2 separate regions of the Mus musculus genome follow, and region 2 is linked to region 1. Evidence: chromatin contacts called from public Hi-C data. All regions are on one chromosome and are shown on one strand. Each heading gives the region's core, a stretch centred on a gene start, on an enhancer-like site or on the middle of the called end of the contact. The rest is flanking DNA. Distances are from core to core; before and after follow the strand shown. Region 1 has its middle 22 kb from the start of Ces1e. Region 2 has its middle 20 kb from the start of Ces1h.

Region 1 (3,375 bases), core at 378-2,877:
ATCTTTCCTAAAACGAATCCTCTTACAGCCTTGCCTAATAAGAATGAATCTGTCACAGATTATATAATAATCCAAGGCAGACCATCTCAGGAAGATCACTTGCTAGTTATTTGCTTGTCCCATTATGGCTCCTGACAATGAATATTTTAATACACATGCTTTTCAAGAAAGCTATCCCAGTGAGAATGGTAAGGTAAAAGCAAAAGAGCAGGCATGAAGTTTGCCCTTAATTACTAAAAAAAGATGAACAAGGCTTTATCATGTGACTTTCCACAGTTATAGTGTTATTAGCTATTCTTGCTATAAAAATGCTCCCCAAATTACTATGAGGTTACTCCAGTGGTAAACTCATGATCTTGAAGTTAAAAAAAAAATCATGTGAAAATATGTGTAATTGGAGTCTATCTATGCATAACTTCCATAAAGCCTCCTTGATTTTCCTATTGTTCATTAAACATCAATAACAGGATCAGACTTACTGTACGCAGTTTGGAATTGGTTTATTGATGCAAAAGATTTGGAAGTTATACTCCCTTTTATACTTGGGTGTTTCATTGGCAATTTTTCTGGTAGAGAAATCTAGATTAGTCTTTTCCTTTCTGACCATGTATTTTGGATGAGATAGCTTGCTGCAAAGTGTTGGAGAATTAGGGATTAAGATCATGTCCAAAATGTGCTTTTGAGAGCAAACAGGGTTTACCGATAGTAGCCATGAGCTAATGTATGGATAGCCTCCTGCCTCCTGAAGGTGGTTCAAGGCCATTCATTCCAGTTTCACAGCAGCTAGAATGAGGACAGGGGTTAAGCTGCAGGGAGAGGAGGCAGAACTATCTGTTGAGCAAGAATGGAGCCAATGTTTACCCCATCACCTGATGACCAGTCTCTTGCACTCTGGATGACAAAGTCCAGAGTCAGGAGAAGAATATTGTAGAACCTTATTGGATTATTGATCCCATATCTATTTATCTTACTTATTTGCCCACTAAATAAAGACTTGTCCTCCAGCCTGTATTCTTCCTGACACACACCCAATAACCCAAGATTTTTATCTACTTCCCTTGGACTTTACCTAGTAATATTCACATGCCATTCACCCTTCCCAGAATGGCCCTGTGTTATGCTATCTCTAGACTTTTACACTTAAATCTTATTCTTCATGATTTCTGCTCCTTTTTCATCTCCTGTTATTACTCTTCCCTCAGCTGTAAGTCAGAGGTCCTCCTTGGTAATACCAACAAAAGACGTCATTCCTTCCAACTTCTGTATTCTTTCCATATCTCTCCTGGTTTATAACTTCCTTCTCAAAAGTCAATCAAGCATGCCCATGGTCCTTTCTTTACAACAGTGGTTCTCAATCTGTGGGTCTGAACCATTTCAGGAAGTCAAACAACCCTTTCACAAGATAGCATATCAGATATCCTGCATATCACATATCCTGCATATCAGATATTTGAATTATGATTCATAACAGTAACAAAAATATAGTTATGAAATAGCAATAAAATAATTTGATAGTTTGGGGTCCCCACAACATGAGGAACTGTATTAAACGGTCATAGCATTAGGAAGGTTGAGAAGCACTACTAGGTCAGCCCTCCTGAGACTGTACACTTCTCATCAATTGCTTCACCCAACATGTAGGTCAAAACCTCAGGATCTTAATGGATAAATATTTACAGAGGCTTCTGGGAAGGAGACAAAGGCCTTGTTTATTCCCAACATTATTTTTGTGACTATGTATAAAAATCTGAATACTTTTATATCTCCAATTCAAATTGGAGTTCACCCCTTCTCATCCCAGTTTGGAAGAACAGTTTTCCTTATCTTTATTTTACAGGAGAAGAAGCTGATGTCTAGAGAACTGAGATGACTTGTTCAAGGCCACATGCCTGGGAAGTGACAAAACCCACATGGAACTGAAAGACTCCGAGAGGAGCCCCTTCCTCAGGCCTCAGGACAATAGCGGACACCCAAGAACTCACGACAGACCGAGCTTGTTGCAAACCACATGAGGCTTTATTCGGGGAAAGACAGAGCTCTGGGGATGACTCATATCCCACGCAGGGGTAGAGGAGTCGACCTCGAGGGGAAAGAGTTCCCAGTTTTTATAGGCCCTCAGGGGGGAAAGGAGAAGGGGGAGATTAGGGGATTTCCAGATCTAAACAATGTCTATTCTCAAGAAATGGGTATGGGAGGGGTACAAGGAAAGAGTCTAATGAAGGTGCAGCAATGGGCACACACCTGGTCAGAACAATGGCAGACACACAGGTTTAAGGAGTGGCCAGAGCATTGTGCACCTCTATTTTTCTAAATCAATGAAGCTAGTTCTGCTAACACTGACGTCTATCTTGCCAATTTCAGGGCTTCTGTGTCCTTTTACATTCTGCCAGGATCTTTCAGAACCCAGGTCTGGACCTTCCCTTCACAAATGTCTTCATTTTATCTTGACCAGCAGGGTGTCTGTTCTTACCACACATGGTGACCACCATCCATGGCAAATCTCTGGACAAGTATGTTAGCTTAGAAGGGTTTGCACAGCCTGTGGCCATCTTCCTGGGAGTTTCTTTTGCCAAGCCCCCTCTTGGATCCCTAAGGTTTGCTCTACCACAGCCTGCAAAGCCCTGGAGCTTTGTAAAGAATGTCACCTTCTATCTCCCTATGTAAGTTGCAGGGATAGGCCTGGGTCTCTTTAGGTGGAGATTTGTAGTGTGCAGCAGCAGTAAAGAGACAAGGTAATCCTCTATTCAGCTGTACTTTATTCTAAAATTCTCAAGAATGCGATTAGACATTTGAGAATGGTCACAGCTTTCTGGAGTTCTTTACTGGGCATGTAAAAAGTGAGAACCTATAGTATGCCTGGTTTAGATTCTATTAGGAAATCTATTAGGAAATAAACCATTGACTCTTATCCTCATGGGGCTTATATTTAAGAGGTGGAGAAAGATGATGTACTGTGCATGAATTAATAAAGCAATTAAATACGGGTTACAATATGGTCAGTGTTTGAAAATGCTTACTCAGTAATGTTGAAAGAATATTTACTCAGACTACCTATTGTCCTATCTTGATTGTTGACACTGTACAGGAATTAACAAAGTAATGATGTTTATAGCTGCGTATTTTCAATCTGAGTAATATTTTGGGTGTCATGGTCACTCTGGTATGCTTAGTTCAGGTTCCCAACATATCTAGGTGGCCTCCCAGCAGCTACTGGAGCACTTTAGACACTTACACATGCCAACCCGACAGTCATCACCTTGCCATCAACTGACTCCCAGGATCCTCCTTCTGGCTGTCCTCCTACTAATGCTTTTCTTTTAAAAAAATAGCATTTGTTGTGTTTGCATCCTGATTTCAAGTGGAATGCATACACAT
Region 2 (3,375 bases), core at 338-2,837, 150 kb before region 1:
ACAATCAGCTGAAGGATGGATGTCAGGCTTTTTCTGTCCCATCGAATCTAGGTAGACAATACTCTTCTTCTGTAGATCAACCACCAGTCTCCACTAAGCATGCAGGTGATTGGGTACCAGAATAAGCTCCTTTGCAAAGAGATTAACTGCCTGGGTCCATCTTTTGGCTGACTGGAAGCCCTCACACTTTAATTTTGTATAAAAGAAGACATTAAATGTATGCAGTGCAGGGTGACTTTGACTTTAATTTCTTTCCATGAGAAGACTCATGTAAAAATTGATTACTTTATCAGTGAGTGCATACCATGTGTGTTCTTTTGTGATTGGGTTACTTTACTCGGGATGGTATCCTCCAGATCCATCCATTTGCCTAAGTATTTCATAAATTCATTGTTTTTAAGAGTTGAGAAGTACTCCATTGTGTAATGTACCACATTTTCTGTGTCCATGGAAGGAGTTACAAAGTATGGAGCAGAGACTGAAGGAGTGATTATTCAGAGACTGCCCCACTTGGGGATCCTTCCCATTATACAATCACCAAACCCAGACACTTTTGTGGATGCCAACAAGTGCTTGCTGACAGAAGCCTGTTATAGCTGTCTCCTGAGAGGCTCTACCAGTGCCTGACAAATACAAAAGTGGATGCTCACAGTCATCCATTGGACTGAGCACAGGGTCCCCAATGCAGGAGCTAGAGAAAGGACCCAAGGAGCTGAAGGGGTTTGCACCCCCTTAGGAGAAACAACAATATAAACTAACCAGTACTCCCAGAGCTCTCAGGGACTAAACCATCAACCAAAGAAAACACATGGTGGGACTCATGGCTCCAGGTGCATATGTAGCAGAGGATGGCCTTGTTGGTCATCAGTGGGAGGAGAGGCCCTTGGTCCTGTGAAGGCTCTATGCCCCAGTGTAGGGGAATGCCATGGCCAGGAAATAGGAGTGGGTGGGTTGGTGAACAGGGGGAGAGGGGAAAGGGTAGGGGATTTTCAGAGGAAAACCAGGAAAGGGGATATTTGAAATGTAAGTAAAAAATATCTAATAAAAAAATAAAAAAGACCCCCCTATTTCCCCCCCCCCCCAAAAATTGATGACTTTGCCACTGAACCACTGGTTGTCCTTTTAGTGTCTGCCTGTCTCCTTGAGTGATTTGTAGTTTGAAGGCAGAAGTTAAGAACTCATCTTGTGACCCTGGGCCTAGCTCAATTCTGATTTCCTTTACCATGCCTGTGACACCAGGGCTGTGGTCTAGTCCTCTGCCCTCCTCTTGATCTGCAAGAGCCTTTTCCTTGACCTCGGGTATTCAGATGTTGTTGATGCTACCATTGTTGACAGTGTGTACTCAGATTTGGACCTGAGCTCCTCCAGAAAGTCAGGCTGGGGGTGGTGTCCCTCCCCCCTTTAGTTAGTTAGTTTGTTTGGTTTTTGAGGTTCATTCCCCATCTCATGGGTTTCATAATGTTTCTCCTCTGAGCACCTCTTTTCACTTTTGGCCGGCAAGTGTTTTGCTCTTATGACAACACAGGCAGTTTGTTTTGGCTGGGGCTGAGTTGCTTCATTCAATTCATCTGCCGTTCCATGCAGCCTCCTTTCATGTTCTTTGTGGTGTCCTCAGGGCTAGTGAGAGTGCTGTGAGGGCCAGAGTGCACAGGATCACCAGGCTGAAAGTGTTCTCACAACCTTCAGTACTTTTGGTTGTGGTGTTTCTGAGCACCTTCCTCTATGTGACAGTAGGGTGCTTGTGAACCTCTCCACCATGCACAACACTTCACCTCAGTTACAGCCTCGTCCTGAGGGCCTTTGGCACTCTTACTGTTCTACCTGTAATCAACCTTCATCCTGGGATTTCCATATCTGACTCTTGTCAGGCTTTTCAGGCGTAGGCTCTATTTCACCCTGCAACCTGTTATTTCCTCTTTGACCTTTAGCTGGATACTCACAGCCCATGGTGTGTCATGCTGCTGGTGAAATGACCAGGTAGATGGTCTATTTGGATTACATTCAATTAGGTACCTGCTATCTGCTGTGGTATAGTCTTTAGATGTCTGAATCAAAGAACATGACAGCAGGACTCTCGTTGGATGCTCCTGGGTTGTTGTCCTCTCGATGGGTGAAGGATCACCTAATCCACATGGAGGTGTTTTATACACACTGGATATGTTGATCCAACCTCAGGCACTGGTGGAGAAGAGCTCAGATTTCCTTTTTCCCAATGGAGGTCACCTTTGACATTGCGGTCAGGCAGAATATGAAGGTAGATGGACATGACAGCTTCAAGGAGTACTTTGCTCTTAGTAAATGGCTCAATCTAATCATGTGTGCAAGGAGACAGTTCACCAGTCTACCTATATAAAAACTCCATGGAGTTCAGCCACTGTCATTTATGTTGGGGCTAAAGTGAGATTCCAGGACACAGTGAACTTCTGTAGACCCTGAAATTGTGGAAATATCACTGGTCTTCATAGCCAGTTGCCCCAAGACAGCAGACTTTGGCAGTGCATGCAGGGCACTGGAAGCAAGACTGTTGCATGCCTTGGCTGTTGCCCTGACTATGAAGTTCTAGGTTCCATTGCTGGTTGTGATGCAGTTTGAGAGAAGAATCATGATAACATCTTATGCTTAGTGGAGACCCTGACCACCATCATCTAGTTTAAGGGGCTTAAAGGTCCTTTCCATCTCCTAAGTTCCTGTTGGTTTGTGGTTCTAGAGGTTGAAGCAAACCCAAAGTCAACAAGGAGGGAAGAAATATTCGGAGAAACAGTAGACTCATTACATTTCTTTCTTTTCCCTGAAACAAAGTCTAGGAGAGAGATTTGAATCCTTGGCAGGATTTGTACACATGTACCTTCCCCTCTGACGAACAGAGGATTATACTTAATGATGCATTTTTTTTCTTTCTTTTTTTTAAAAGAGAGTCTTGTGATCTTAAAAAATTGCTGATTGTTGCAAAATATTTCATTGCCTCAACTATTCCTACACAGACATGGATCACAAGATTAAACAGGCTAACTCCTAAGTACTGCTATTGTATGAAATGAAAATTTAAAAAGAAAGAAAGAAAGAAAGAAAGAAAGAAAGAAAGAAAGAAGGAAAGAAAAGCTTTAAATAGAACCCTCCCCTTAAACATTTTAAAATCTTATTCGTTTAAATCACTACTTCACCTGTGAATTTCTCACAGTCCAGCAGGTGGCAGAAAACATCAGGGAAAATATTGTTTACAAACTTCCTGGATTGTTGGTGATAATATTGCTGAACTTAGAATGGAAATTTTTGTAAATATCTTAGAACACACACACACACACACACACACACACACACACACACACACACACACCCTTTCCTCTGTAGCATTTGAAAAGGGAAACTGTATAATTT

What was found. Hi-C and Micro-C count contacts between places; a contact is called where the count stands out from the background.
Region 2: a contact with region 1 is called in a Hi-C map of liver, with 6 times the contacts expected there. The contact joins two enhancer-like sites. A contact is called at or near these places in 6 of 484 Hi-C or Micro-C datasets (embryonic fibroblasts, liver and nephron progenitors), 3 of 115 datasets of contacts at active chromatin or transcription factors (intestinal crypt epithelium, intestinal villus epithelium and kidney) and 1 of 9 other capture datasets (pancreatic islet).

The regions. Positions count from the first base shown.
Region 1 is chr8:93,250,208-93,253,582 of GRCm38.p6, reverse strand. No RefSeq gene overlaps it. Among named protein-coding and RNA genes, the nearest start is that of Ces1e, 22 kb to the right of the region's middle. Within about 2 kb of position 1,627, at least 4 of the 459 cell types and tissues checked have an H3K27ac peak or open chromatin away from gene starts, as enhancers often do. A contact at or near this core is called in liver, where this site is marked.
Region 2 is chr8:93,398,068-93,401,442 of GRCm38.p6, reverse strand. No RefSeq gene overlaps it. Among named protein-coding and RNA genes, the nearest start is that of Ces1h, 20 kb to the right of the region's middle. Within about 2 kb of position 1,587, at least 6 of the 459 cell types and tissues checked have an H3K27ac peak or open chromatin away from gene starts, as enhancers often do. A contact at or near this core is called in liver, where this site is marked.